2 separate regions of the Anas platyrhynchos genome follow, and region 1 is linked to region 2. A link is a contact called in public Hi-C data. All regions are on one chromosome and are shown on one strand. The core of a region is the stretch at or near the end of the contact, and the rest is flanking DNA. Distances in the headings are between cores, read along the strand shown. Region 1 overlaps LOC101794777 (a long non-coding RNA gene). Region 2 has its middle 19 kb from the start of FOXP1.

The links. A called contact is a pair of places that touch in the nucleus more often than the background predicts.
Region 1: a contact with region 2 is called in a Hi-C map of liver, with 2.9 times the contacts expected there. The contact joins two enhancer-like sites. A contact is called at or near these places in 3 of 8 Hi-C or Micro-C datasets (F1 follicle, liver and subcutaneous adipose tissue).

The regions. Positions count from the first base shown.
Region 1 is chr13:4,949,880-4,956,973 of IASCAAS_PekinDuck_T2T, forward strand. All of the region lies in intron 2 of LOC101794777 (a long non-coding RNA gene), which reads right to left. Among named protein-coding and RNA genes, the nearest start is that of MDFIC2, 110 kb to the right of the region's middle. Within about 2 kb of position 5,677, at least 2 of the 8 cell types and tissues checked have an H3K27ac peak or open chromatin away from gene starts, as enhancers often do.
Region 2 is chr13:4,419,430-4,427,059 of IASCAAS_PekinDuck_T2T, forward strand. No RefSeq gene overlaps it. Among named protein-coding and RNA genes, the nearest start is that of FOXP1, 19 kb to the right of the region's middle. Within about 2 kb of position 3,527, at least 2 of the 8 cell types and tissues checked have an H3K27ac peak or open chromatin away from gene starts, as enhancers often do.

The DNA of each region.
Region 1 (7,094 bases), core at 4,427-6,926, 530 kb after region 2:
CCTGATTTCCAGGGGGTGCTTTCTGCAAATGCTAGATCTGCTGACGTTGGAGCCTTAACATCACTGAAGTGCAGCTGGTAAAAAACACAAATCAGTTGTAACATGCAAACAGCAATGTTGCATAACAATTAAAAAAGGAGCACTGAGTATCTGTGCCACAGAAACAGCAACGGAGGGAAGATGCCGTCTCTTTGCTGTGGTACCAGCTATTTACAAGACTGAATGCATAACTCAGCCTGCAACCCTGAGGATGACTTTCCTGAAAAACTGTAGTGTTCAGCGAGCTAATGTGAAACAAGCTGGTTTGAGTAATGACAGCACAGAGCTCTGCATGGGCTAATTTACTGCTCCTGGTTTGGGCAATAGGTATAAACTCTCCCTTCCCCTAAGGAATTGCATTACCAAGAGCAATCACAACTTTTTGTACTGTAAGTCACCTGAAAGTGAAATTCATAGTCTGAAAGTGAAATTCATAGGTGGTTCTTTTTATTATTATTTTATTTTATTTTTGAGACAGAAAGAAGCCCCCAAGAATCACCCTTTACAATGATTGCAAAACTCTGGTGGGATTCAGACAAGCCCTAAAGTGCCAGCTGTAGAATTCTGACAGGCACACCTGAGTTTCCAGGAGATGTCTGATTTACTGCTAGCCCCATGCATGCTCATTGCTGACAGGATTTCCATTGACCCACATATATGCATGTTGTCTGTAACAAAACTACAACCAAACCCATCAGCTTCCTTGCTTTCCATTTCCATATCCACTACATCAAACACATTATTTTGTCCAAACATTTCATCTTTCCAGAATGGAAACGTTTTGGGAATACTCTTTAGGTATTTATCACCTAGCTTATGAAAAACATACTAAAAATACACAAATAAAAAAAATATACAGCACTGTTATTTTTTATTCGGCACTTCTAATAATATTCTCTCATCTGCAGGAGTTACCAATTCATCTGATAACTATAGCTGTGTTATTGTGATTTAGACCCTGATCCTGCAATTAAGTCGATGGGGAACTGGTCAGCACAGTGTTCTACCCCATCGTGTTCACTGTACATGCAGCCTTTATTTTGAGGAGTTACTAGATCATTTTAATGTTCATTTTGATCAAATAGAGTATTAATCCTCACATTATTAATGTATAGAGACAAATGTATCTGTTAGCAATATCGAGATTAAAAGGTACTTTAAAGCTAATACCTTCTTTTCATTTTAAAGCACATAATACAGTAAATAATAATACACTTACAAATGATGATTTATGTGCTCATAATTGATTCATTAGGCACTTGCCCAAACAAAAGACACAGGGTCATAAACAACAAGCTTTAAATATTCAATGTTTTGTGGAATGTGGCTTGCATTTCAGGATATAAATGATTCCAAACCTTTCCTCTCTTCCCTGTTAGACCTGAATTCTTGACGCACCTGCTGACTTAACAGCTGAAGGCTTTTGTTTGTCTGTTTATTTGACCAAACTAGATGAAAAGCATGTGGATACAGGAAAGCACTCTGAACAAATTCCCAAAGAATATATCCTAGCCAGGTTTCCTTTCTTTTAATTCCCCGACTTTCTAGGAAATTCAGTGGATTATTTTGTGTCTTTCACTTAAGTAGAAGGCTTTGTAGTCACCAATGTTGAGACAGACCCGTGGGAGTACACAGGCAAGGCTATAAAGAAAAAGAGAAGAAAAATGGAATCTCATTTTGGAAAGAGATCCCAAGCAAGATGACTGAACTCTTCACAGAGTCAGATCAAATCCTAAACAGGATTTTTCAGTAGACTTTCCGCACCACTAGCTTGCAACCAGCCACCTCTGAAGTTTGGTCATGTTTAAACTCACAGACCCAAAGATGGTAGTTTAGACCTATTCTGTAATGTTTACCGTTTCAGGCCAGCTCCTACAGATATGTAAATACTTTACTCATGTGAGCAATCCCACTGGGTACTATTTGCATGCATAAGGCTAAGCACACGTAGCATTGTTTGCAGAATAAGAATATGATTGACAAAGTGCTTACGACCCTAAAAACACATGAATGTACCAAAGGACATTAACAGAGACCAGAACAGCAGCCAGGCAGCTGACTTGTTTAGCTTTTGTAAATATGACTAGTCATGTATTCTAATTTTTAATTGCCTAAATACATTTGTAAATATGCCCATTAATAACCGAAGTTTAAGCTTCAGGGGCATATTTTCAAGAACAACTTCCTTCAGATCTCTCTGCAAAGATACCAATGTTTTCAGGAGAGTTATTAAAGGCCTGGCAGGTGCAGAATACAAATCTATCCCGGTGAGGGGTAGATGTCTGTTAATTCCTATTCATGAACTGTGTATTATTTATACAATGTTTGTGGGCTCAGCAATGCACTGGATATTTTTTAAATAAATGTTTATGTTCAAATAACTTTGCTAGTCTTATCTAATCTACCTTCATCATCTTAAGCACTGTAGGTGATTTCAGAAATTTGCAAAACATTCTCTCATCTGCTCTTACACATCGGGTTTGGCAAAACACAGTGATAACATTGGAGTATCTAGCAATTCTGACATAAAAAAAAAAATTATCATGATACCATCAACTATTTCAAATCTTATGTAGAGCAGTGTTGGTAATCTATGGGAGGGGTGGTGGTGGATGTGATTCCTTCCCCCTCTTCCTGCTCAGGCCCTGACTCATTCATCTCCACATCTTCTTTATCAGGCTTGTCCACACCAGCACTGTTCAGGACAGATAGACGTGTGGCTCTTCAATGAAGAGATCGGCAGCACAGACTAAGGCCCCATCCTCATCCCAATTCTCCTGTTCATTCACTTGAGGTCCCCAGTGACAACTGAGAGGTAGAGTCCTAAATACCTGTGAAGATCTAAGCCTGCTCAGGCTCCTCATGACCACTGAGAAACCTCATGGCACTCTGGAGTTGCATTTCCCAGCTACACCCTCCCCACCAGAGCATCCTTTCTCTTCTGAATGGAGTTAAAAGCAGCTTTCTGATGAAGAAAATCCACTTCCAACCCTCAATAAGGAAGGTTTCTGTCCCTTCCAGAAGACTTTTTTGCAAACTTTAGCAACATAACACAGGATATTTTCATTAAATTTTACATCCAAGTTCATTTTTTTTCTTTAATCCTGGTATGTTCTCGACCCCAGTAATCCCTGCTGGTTACAATGAGCCCCACAGATCCGTGGCACATTGGCCAAATGTACCAGTAACACTTTCTGTCTTTGGATACAAGATGTAGTATCGATGTTGAGCTTATAACAGTGGAGTTTACTATGGCCTTGCTCAGGGAAAAAGGGTGCTATGGTGAAACAGTGTCACAGGTACAATGAAGCTATACTTGGAAATGACACCAAAAGGTGTTAGAGCCACCAGGAGAAAAACCACACCAACAGCTGGGCACTGTTTGCCTTTAGTTCTTTAAAATATCTACTCTTTTTTTTTTAATTATTATTCATTGGCATTTGAAGAGAGTGATCCAGGTACAAAATCAGATGTTGACTATGAAGAGGGGCAGGTGGAGGGGGAAGAGCTTGATCCCATTTAGTAAAGGAGGTGACGTGCATTTGGGTCTCAATTCACAGGGGAAGCTTGACTTGACATTATCAGGAGTGGTCGAAATGCTCAACCCTACCAGTTGGGGTTTATAATAGAAATGCCCACTCAACCTTAACTCTAGCAGCCACAATTGTTGCAATATAATGCCACATCACTGGACCTACTCAAGCTGCATTTTGATGATTTGGCTTACTCTTAACATGCAATCTTTAGCAACTGCCAAGCATCAAGGCTCTCCTGATTGTTAAAATGTTTTGTCTGATCATAGCTCAGACTTGCTCATCTCATGAATGCTGTCTGGAGGGCTACTTGAAAAAAAAAAAAAGCCCTTTTTATTTAAAGTGACAATACAAAAGAAAATGAATATATAGCTTTTAAATAGCTATATAGAGTGATTGTAGTGTTCTTTTTCCTTACTAATTGCATGTGTGAAAATTACCTTACAGGAAACCTTTGCCATGCCTCTCAGATCCTCTGAACTGTGCACCCATGCTTCCCAGCTACATAGCAGAAAGTTGTGACTCGATGCTCACTGTGCATTGGAAGGGAGATGTGGAAGGAGTGAATTAGGCCTCTATAGTCTTTGGAAGCTGGCCAGGGATGAGGCCATTGGATCTATATTTAGGAGGGGTTTCACTTAATAGGGCTTGCAGCTGTGCATAGGTTGGGGTGTGAATTCCATCTCTCCCCACATACAAAACCAAACCTTTATTAAAGAAGCAGTGACTTTGAGCTGTTCTGAAGTACCCTATCATTTTCACTACCCCGTGCATCTGTTAAGGCATTTATATGACACATATAGGAAATAAAAAACATCAATAAATCCTGTCTTTAGATTATACTGATACAATGACCAATAGTGTTAATAATCTGAGACAATGTGAACAGAAACAATAGTTTGTACTAATATGGTTTTTCACAAATGGATGTTCAAAAGTATCAACCCCATAACCACCAGTGTCAGAGCTGGAAATATTATTATGTGTGTTTTATATATGGGAAAACTTGGAGCATGGAAAGGCTTTGTGACTAGCCAGTCATATGCAGCCATACCATATCTTAATGCTCAGATCACTACATATCAAATATAATGCTTGGGCAATACCTGTTGCTTTGTATTTGTACATGGCTTAATTCAGTGGGACCCTGAGTACAACTTGGGGCTCTCTAAATCTTACTCTAGAAGCCTAGAGAAGAAGAGCTTAACACCATACGCTGAGATCCTTCCGTGCTGGTCCAGGCATAGCTCAGTGCCTGAATAAAACCAGGCAGTTCCCTAACCTTACACCAAACAATACCTCGGCAAGAGAGGACTTGCCCAAGTGCAGAGATTTTATTTTATAGATTTGCTCTTTAAAGAAGGCTTCCGGAAGTGTATTTTTTCCCCTTTTCTCCATGGGTTGTTTTTCACTCCATATTTTTGCAAGACCACAGTCAAAAATAAGAACTTGTGCTCCATCTTTAATTGAAAATTTTCTCTAAAATCTTTACATGTGGGCCCAGACTTGCAAAACATTTCTGCATAACAACTGTCAGACGTGACCTTTTCCATTAAGGTGCAAGAACACAACTGTGCATTGTGGTGCTCAGCACCCTATGTTCAACTGCTTCAGCATCCTTTTTCTCAGCCTGGATGAACATGCTCTTATATGTGATACTGCCACAGAGATCATTGCTCTAACACAAAACTTAATAATTTCTTTGATTTTTTTCTCCTGATTGCCCCTTCTCTTCTAAATTAGAAGTTGTTTGCATTCACTAAAGCCCTTTACAGCTTTAGCTCATCTTTCCCATTGTCTCTAGTATGCCATTAAAATGTACTAAATGCTCTTAGTTAGACCATGACGCAGCCTCCTTTGCTCTAGTTACATTTTCCAACATGCATAGTTCTGCTTTTCCCCAGTCTATCCCCACAGGGAGAGAAGCTCCTCATAAATACCTAAAGAGCAACCTCCTCCACTCAGTTATTTGTTATTCCTCTTCACCAGCTCGGCAGTGACAACAGGTCCAAATGAAATCTTTTTTCTCCTTCTGTGTTTGTGGTCTAATAATGGCCGTATGTTTGACCATGACTCATTGGATACCTATGTATTCTCCCTGGCAACGAGAGGAATTGCTCCATTTTTGAGACCAGACTAGATTGGGTTTACCAAGGACAACACAGAAACAGACCAGACTTTATCCTTCTTAAAACATTTTGCTGCTCTGACTAAAAACAAAAACTGTAAGCACTTTGGGACAAAGACCGTCATTCTGTTTGGCATTTCATAACACTGAGCACAGGAGAGTCCTGGCTTGCCTAGGACTCCTAGCAATAGAAATAAAAAGAAAAAAGATTCAGCTGTTTGACTGGAGCCTGTGTAATAAATCTCTGTCTTTACATGTATAACTGGAGAAACAGCAACATGCCCCTATCACACATACCTATTAGACCAGCACACAGCAACGCAAAGTCTCATACACCTGGCGATCACTGTTAAAAGCTTTTTAATTTTCACTTGCCAAAATGGTTCTATATAGAAACAAATGTGATGTAAAAATAAAGCTAGTTATTTAAGAACCATCGCTCACAGTATCCCCTAACGTAACTTGTTCACATTGCCCTGCTGTAACTGACTTTTCTTCCAGTTGGCTAAAATATCTGTTGTGATACTTAGCTGTGAACAAAGTGCAGAAATGAAGGGCTTTGAATTGTTTTAAATTAATGGCTATAAAGTATGACTTAAATGCTTTTATTCAAAACTAATTATTTGAGAGCAGGTATTCTTATACTTCTTTAACAGCAGGATGCAACATTTTTAGCATTATGAAAAAGAAGCTTTTGCCATGTAAACTCATGGGGTGAAATCTCATCCTTGATCTTCAAAGTGTGACAAAGAGCTATTGATTGGGAGCATATTGTCATTTAAATTACAATTAGGGATGGGTGAAAGGTGGTTATTCAACAATTCAAATCTTTTAAAAAAATGCTGTCAAGGGCAACTTAACCTTAACCTAAACACACACTTTTAAAAACTTCTGAGAGTTTCAAGTGTTTCAGATAGAAATATGATATGTTTAAAGCAACAAATCTGTAAATTCCTAGAGTAACATACAGTGTATTTTATTAATGCTGTAATTAAAAAAGCCCGCATGGAACACTTTCATTCCTGGTTACCATGAAGCACACATTTCCTTCAAATCTGAGGGAGGGGGGCGGAAGGGGAGGTCTTTGCAATTTTTAATCAAATTGTGTCGCTCAGTTCGTCTTGCTAGAAGAGCTAATAATGGGATTTAAAGTCTAGACCCAATTTGTATTATAATTGATGCAAGCCTCATTCTTAGAAAAAATTTGGTTTCAATCTCAAATGTGGAGAAGAGCACCAGGCTGGGACTCAGAAAAGCCAATGCATTTGCAGTTCCTGTTGACCAGCTGGCAACCTTCAACTAACCACCACTACTTCTATACTCCTTCACCTCTCTCCACCTCTCTGATCCCAGAACTTCAGCCCAGAGACCCTGTGGACCACAAGACCCTCTAA
Region 2 (7,630 bases), core at 2,277-4,776:
TTGGTTTGGAGAGGAGCGGTGAAAAATGGCACGGTGGGAGCAGGCGCGAGTGGCGGGAGCGTTTTTGTGTTGTGCAGTGTGCCCGGGTGATGCTGCCTGATCACTGTGCAGGAACACATCAGGGCATCTTCAATGAAAGCCACTCCGTGCTGTGGGCTTTGCTCAGCCTCCTGTGAGCTTCTGTTTTAGCGTGGCAGGCTGGCACGCTCTCCTCAATAATAATTAAGGAACTCCATACATCAGAGAGAGGAGCGAAAGGCTCTGCAGGGCAGGATGGGCGCAGTCAGCGCTCTGCTTTTGCCAGGTGATGGGAGCACAAAAGAAATCGCTTTTTATGTTTTGCCTATTCCAGACTTGGCTGCAGGGGATGAAGCTTAAAAGCTAAAACTGGGCAAGAAGGGTTTCCACTGGTGCTGCTGCCATGGAGGCTCCATAAATAAGCAAATCGGAGCAGGCTGAAAGCGAGGCCCGAAGTAGGCATCATTCATCATGCGAGGGGGCCTGGAGTTTGTTCCAGCTCATAATGCGTAAGGGAGAGCAGTGTTATGAATAGGCATGGGATGAATCCCCTTCTTTTTGGATCGGGATTCTGTGCAATAAACATGCAAGACAATTTGTATAAAATAGTGAGGATTCTTTCCTAGAGAAGTCATTTAAAGCTGTAGTTGCACATCAGGGAGTAGTCTGAAGGAACTCTGTATAGTTAAATTTCTGTACAAGTGTGCAAGGGGAAAGCAAGGTGCTCAACAAGGTGGGGCGTGCAAACCTGAGCCACGCTGGGCTGGGATTTGCATTGGGATTGCCATGATGTGGGAGAGCAAGCATCGTGCCATGCAGAGCGGTGCTGGTTCTGGGGCAGCACGGGGGGAAAGAGGCTGGTGCTGAGCCACTAATAGGGAACGGCAGGGTGGTGGCACCATGGGTACAGGGACAAGGCTCTCTGGAGCAGAGACAGCCACCCAGAAGGGAGGGATGTGTCTCAAAAGCTTCATGGCACTGCATGGCTCCGAACTGCACCGAGCGCTTCCAGCGTGTCCTGAATGCCAGCTGGAGGAGGAAGGGATATTCTTGAATGTCTTCTGGCCACAAAACACAGGGTTTGGAGCAAGAAAATCCTGATCCAAAATGCATCAGCACTGCTGGCCCTTAGCAATGCTTGAAAATAATATTTGCTGGTCAGAGGAGAGGGTGGTTTACCAGGTAAAACGTGAAACGATCCCGTGATGGGCAGCACCCACGAGTTCTGCACGCAAAGCCTGCTGCCTTGCTTCTTTTTCTTTGGGCTTATTTTTTTGGGGACTCCTGTTTTGTTTTGCCTTCAGTATTTCCCAACCAGCTGTTAGTCACCCTCCCCTCCCTGCCCCGCAGCAGCTGTGCCACGGCTTCGCCCATCAGCTCCCACGCCCTGTGGCTGTGTGGTGGGGACACTGGGTGGCACCGCCTGGTACTCGTGTCCCTCCCCTAATTTCTCACGGCAGGACACCCGTGCCATGACCACTTGGAGACCCAGGTCCCCCCCCAGACCTTCAGCTGGGTGCTGAGAGGGGCCAACCTGAGCCTGTCCTCTGCAGAGTGGAAGATACCTGGTGGGGAGCAAGGGCAGTGCTCGGCCCCAGGGCAGGGTGCTGAGCCGCAAGACCATGGCAGTGACCACGGGACCTGAGGGGTCCTCAAATGGTTGGAAAAAAAAATAATTCTGTTTTTTCTGGGTTTTGCCTGCTCCAGCAGAGTCCCCCCTGCAGTGGCGAGGAGCAGAAACCTTCCTTCCGCCAGCACCCAGGCCTTAATCTCCGGGATTAGGCCTCCTCTGATCCTCCTGCAGGCACGGGATGAGCCAAAGCCTGGAAGAAAAGCTCTTCTGGCAGCGTGGCTTTGCCAACACACCCCATCGGCCTGCTGGCACGCCATGGGACGGGGAGAGGCATCTTGTTTGGGTGTCTGCTACTGCTGGTTCTCCCACTCCTCTGGGCAGGGGGTGCTGGGGGCTCCGCTGTGCACCCATGGGTGCTGGGTGGCTGTCAGCATTTGGTGCCCATGGACAGGGGGTAGCGCTGGAAACGTCTCTGAGCTGCAAGGAGGTGGGAGTGGAAGTTCAACATTTGCAATAGTTTTACAGTTCGAAGCGTGCAATGGCTTCCAGATTTGAGTATGGGTTTTTATCTTTTTTTTTTTTTTTCTTTTTTTCCCCCCCCTCTCTCTCTTGAAATAAAGGAGCCATTAGAGATGGTCCGTAATGTGGAAGACACATGTTTGTATAGTGTTACCATTTATATAGCAGCAGTCTGGACAGGAAGGCCGCTTGTCTTCGAGGAAGATAAATGATCTCTGCCTTGTGCTCCAGCCTAGAGCTGCCTTTGAAGGCTCTTAGGTTCTGGACACGGAGCGTTCGGTAATTAAAAACTTATTTAATCTCTGGATTTCGTTTGGCTTGATAGATCTGAAACCTTTGCAGCTCAGCAAGAAAATACCTGCGGAGTTGAAAGCCAAAGGAGCTGCTCAAGCTGGCAGCGAGGCTGCCATGAGATGGCAGTGCAAGACAAAGGATGGAGCGAGCAGCCCGGGGCTGCAGGGACCAGCCCGGCTGCTCTCGTCCTGCCAGGCTGCAGAGAAGCACCCTTCCTGCTGGAAAAAAAAGTGCCAAGGAAGAGAAAGGACTTATGTAAGGATAATTCTGCTATTAGTCAGGGGAGCCTGTCACGGAGCTTTGTCTGGACTGGACTTTTCCTGCTTACACAAAGCACATAATGCTGGAGGAATTCACGTATAAACAGTGCGAAGAAGGGGGGCGGCTATCCCAGTTGGGAGCAGCCGTAAGGAAATGGATTTTCTTGAACTGTTGCTGGCAAATTCAGAGAGTCTTTGATTTCTGGGGGGTTTCGGAGCTTAAGTGCATGTCAAAAATAGTCACAGCTTGTGCGTTTCTCCCCTTCTCTGAGCACACACAAAGCTCAAACCCAGCCTGGAGGAGCAGGAGAGAAGCTCCCGTGGCCTCTCCCCAGGTCTGCGCTCCTGCTCACGCCCTGTAAAGGCAGTTTTTGTCCTGAGGGTGTGATGCAACCCTCCCCAAGTCACCTCTGAAGCCTCCGTCACATTCGTGACCTCCCTGACACCGTAAAGGAGCAAAACGCTCTTGAAAACAACTTTTACCACCAGTTTTGCCCAAAGCCACGTGGGAAGCAAAGCTACAGCTACGACTCCTAATTAATTGCAATTAGAAAGCACAAACCATGGAGGACTCCTCGTTATATACAGCAAGGGGCTTACTTCTAGAGCTGGACTGAATCGCTGCCTTCCCCCCTCCTCCTCCCCTGCCCAGAAAGAAGCATTTGCAGTGCTCAGACAGGGCCTTGGCTCTGCAGCTCTCCCAAAGTAAACAGCGGCACATCAAATAGCTCTGTGCCGGCAGGAGGAAAGAGGGGGATGCGTCTCCCTGGCTGTCCTGCGGCACCGGCAAGGTCAGGAGCAATTCTGGCAGCAAGCAGCACAGACCAGGCAGTGCAGCAGCCTTCCCCACCAGCACACAGAGCAGGGCTGTGCCGGAGCCTGCCCCACGGCACAGGGGTTTGGGGGGCAGCAGTGGGGCTTGTCCTGCTGGTGTGGCTGGGCGAGGGCATGGGGCAGTGCTGGGGGAGCTGGATGTGTTGTAGGAATGTTTTTAATGGAGTGCAAACCTGCTGCTTGTACCCCCAGCCACAGTTGTGAGCAGGACCTGTCACCCCTGCACATTACATAAAATGCACCAAGTAAAAGCAGCCCTTTGTGCCTGACCCACGCTTCTTCAAGGTCCCTGGCTTACACTCCTTTTTTTTTTCTTCTTCTTCTTTTTTTCCTTTTCTTTCCCCTGCCCCATCAAAGTTGTTTTCATGCATGCTGGCCACGCAAAGGCTCAGCTCTAACCCCAGCCTGGAGAAATCTTCTCTACTCCCGTTCATGCTCAGCACCGCTCGGGCACTCTGCATCTGGGCAGCTCCGCCGTGGCCTTGGGAAAGGCAGCACAGCGTCAGGCTCAGCCCAGACACCACCCAGCAGCCAAGGCTTGCTATGCCTCGTGCTGCCCTGCCTCTCCATGCCTGCTAGGAAAATCCTCGGGCTTCAGCATCCCGTGAGTGCCTCGAACTTTGACTGATGGTGCTGGGCGCACATGGGCCAGCGGTCACGTGGCTGAGCCTCCTAATGCCACTCGGGGTATTTTTGCACCAATTGCAGCCTATTCATCAAAATAAAATGCCAATAAGTAAAGCATTACGATGCTTTCAGAGGGGAGCGCGCAGAGGAAAGTAGGTGAATCCTGCCCCCAAATGGATATTCAATCTTATAACAAGCACCGTGTATTAACAGAGAGGGAGCCTGGCTCCTCGCCACGCTGCGCTCGCGGGGCTCATGCTTTATCCCCAGCAGCTCGTGGCTGTGCTTCTGCCTTGGTTGCACGTGGACATTGAAACGAAGCGACCTGCGGAGAGCTAATTGGGATCTGTTTCATTAGCCAGCCCTCCGAAAATGGCAGCAAGGAGAGGAGCTGCAGGGCTGAGGGGACACTGGGACAGGCGGCTGTGCCCCTGCGGGGACACCTGGGGAGCCTTCGCGGGGGGATCAGGCAGGGCAGGGGGGGAGAAAGCAAATGTCCATGGGGAGCATCTCTCACCCATGGGGCTGTGAGCGAAATGTCAGCAGCTCGGGGCCCCGGGAGGTGTCCCCCAGCCCAGCCAGGGCTTGCAGGCATCTGTCCCTGTGGTGCGCCTGAGACGCGTGGTGGGGCTACCTGGCGCTGCGGGGAGCTGAGGGTGTCACCTCAGGGGGACAGGATACACCACTCCAACCTGTTACAGCCAATCCCCGTGGTAAATAGTTTTTAAGAGTGTTTTATTTTGTCTTTTTATTTTTTTTTTCCATCTGTGCCCTGAGCTCCTGAATTCGTGTTCTCCAGCTTTTTCTCCACAACACTGAGGATGCAGCAGATTCCTTTCCTATCAGCACCACCCCTCCTCAGCTTTTCTAAGGGGCTGCTGAGAGGCTGCCTGCCCTTGGGACGTGGTGCTTGTCCCAGATGTCAGCAAGGGCATTTCTGGGCACCATGGGCACAGTGTGGGGGGGCTGACACCCCCGTGGGATGGCCAGCCGCTGAGGGACAGCAGGAGGGCAGGTCTGGTGGAGGGCTCCTGCAGGTGCTGCTGTTCAGTAGATATCTTTGGGATGCTCTGGGGACACCAAAACCAAACCCTGTGAGGCTTTTGGATGGGAGGGCAGCAGTGACCATCCCTGTCACATCCCTGTTGGTCCTGACCCCCACCGCAGCACAGCGAGGGCCCGGCTCATCACACCCACACCAGCAGGTGTTTTTTTGGTTAAACCATTATGAATGTAAATGATCCTGCTCAATTACAAAAGCCTGCGTGAACTGGCATCTTTAAAGGAAACTCTGAAAGATCTCCTGGCACGGCGCTTCTTCAAATAGTTGGAGGCTTCGCTGAGTCTCCTGAAACAAAGGCAGGCGCCGCCGCCCGCGAAGGGAGCAGGGATGGCCAAGAGCAGCCCCCTGCACCAGGCTGGCCACCAGCATGCACCCAGCACTGGTCGCTGCTGGGATGGCAACTGGGTGGCACGAAGAGCGAGGAGGGACAGAGAAGCCACCTACCCTGCTGTGCCAAACCTGTGGCTGGTGTCCTGGCTGCCTGCTTGGAAGACAAGCTAAGCATCTTCCTTGCTTCAGTGTATGTTTTCCTCCTGATATTCATGCTTTCACCCTGCTGTGCTAAACTGAATTTATAATTTTTGCTTCTTTTGGGAAGCTAATTCTGCAATAAGGTGCCCGGTGCAATGAGACACAGCTGTGCTGCTGCCCTCTGCCCGGGCTGTGCCTGTGGCTGATGGGTGCTCGTGCCAAAATGCCACTTGTGCATGGTTTGGGCAGCGCGATGCCCGGCCAGGCAGGGCCAGGTGGAAGTGAAACGAATGGTTAAATGTGTGGGGTGGCCACCTTAACACACTGCGACAGCGCTTCCAAAACAGCGAACCGCTTTATTTCAGGTTTGATATCTGCTATCAATTGAGATTGAAAGTATTGATCCGGGCTGATTGCTGGGGACAATCAGAAAGCGGGAGGGTAATTGGCTGTCATGTCCCTCATCGATCGGGCCCCGCAGTTCGCAGCCGCTAACATTATTTCGAGTACTTTGCAGCGTCTGCTCTCACAAGGAAACGCAGCATTTAGCTAACAAAGTGGCTCGCGTGCTCTGCCGGCCAGAGGGTGGGTGAGGCCACTGCTGGCCAACACAGCACCGCCGTAGCCAAACGGAAAGGTGGCAAACGGGAGAGTGAGAGGGAAGGAAAGTGTGGATTTGTGCTTGTGCCATTGAGATGCTGCAGGACCAGCCCGCTCGCCTTGCTGTTCGGCTGCAGCAGATATTAAAGAAGACAAAGAAGGCGCTGCATGCAGGCCATGTGCCAGGAGAGTGTGACCTTGTCTGTCTAGGTTGTTTGAAATGTTAAAGCAACAAATACTTTATACCATGTGTTCCACCAGGGCTCGCTAGCAGCTGATCCAGAAAAACTATCCTGGGAGAGGAACAAATTGGGAAACATCCCAAGTTGCTGCAATCAAATCCACAAAAAGCTCATATAAAATTTTTACATATAATCAGAAGGATGGAAAAATTACCTTATTCCCTGCTGTGCACTTCAGATTAATATAGCCAAACATTATTCAGTCCTAATACTTACGGTGACCATGAAACCTCTTCCAGTACTTACTAGCAACAGGCAGATAAAATGGCTTTCTCCTAGAGGACACGTATCTGCTGCTGGCTTGTAATAATCTGCTGTGTGTGCTGTTGGATTTTAATAATCCTGACTGCCTGACATTCCTGCTCCTCACCTGTGAGCTTTTTTTGGTGGGGACTGCTCCCTGCGATCAGAGGTGCAGTGCAATCACATGGGATTTAGTTGATCCATGAGATTCCTGTTCACAAACACTCTGAAGAACCTGAGTGGGTGCAGGGATGGAAGGTCCTAATTTTGACTATGCCAAACCCCAAGCTTGCTGCTCCTCATCCATGATGGGGGATAGCTCAGGTGCTCCTCGCCCCGCTGGGCTGTGCTGCTTTCCCACTAATGACACCGGCTGCTCACAGATATGAGCAGCTGAGAGCAGCTTCAGGGATGCTCTTGCCGAAAACCCAAGCCTGCAACAAGCTCTGAAGCAGGACTTGGCAAGCTTGTTTCTACCAGTGACTGGTACCAGGCATTTTGCTGGTCCATAGTGTTCAGCTCACTGGGTGCCACCAGCCCAGCTCCCAGCACTGCAGGTGTCAAAGCCCATCCCCGAACAGGTTGCATTTCAGTCAGAGCTAAAGCAAAGCAGAGGGTTACCATGTATGCAACTTTCCCCAGACATTCTCCACCTGAAAGTTGTGTACAGGCAGATCTGGAGGATTTTGTGTGTTTGTCTCAGATTTCCCAATGTCTGGCAGCCTGTTGGGAGCTGCCAGATGTCCACAAACGCTGACCTCGCCCCCTAGGCATGCACGAGCTCTTTCACTGCAGTCTCAAAGCGAGTCCAGCTCCTCCAGCACCCCAGGGTCACCGTGTGTGTGCTGCTTGGTGCCTTTCAGAGCCTGCAGGAAGCCCAGGAGAT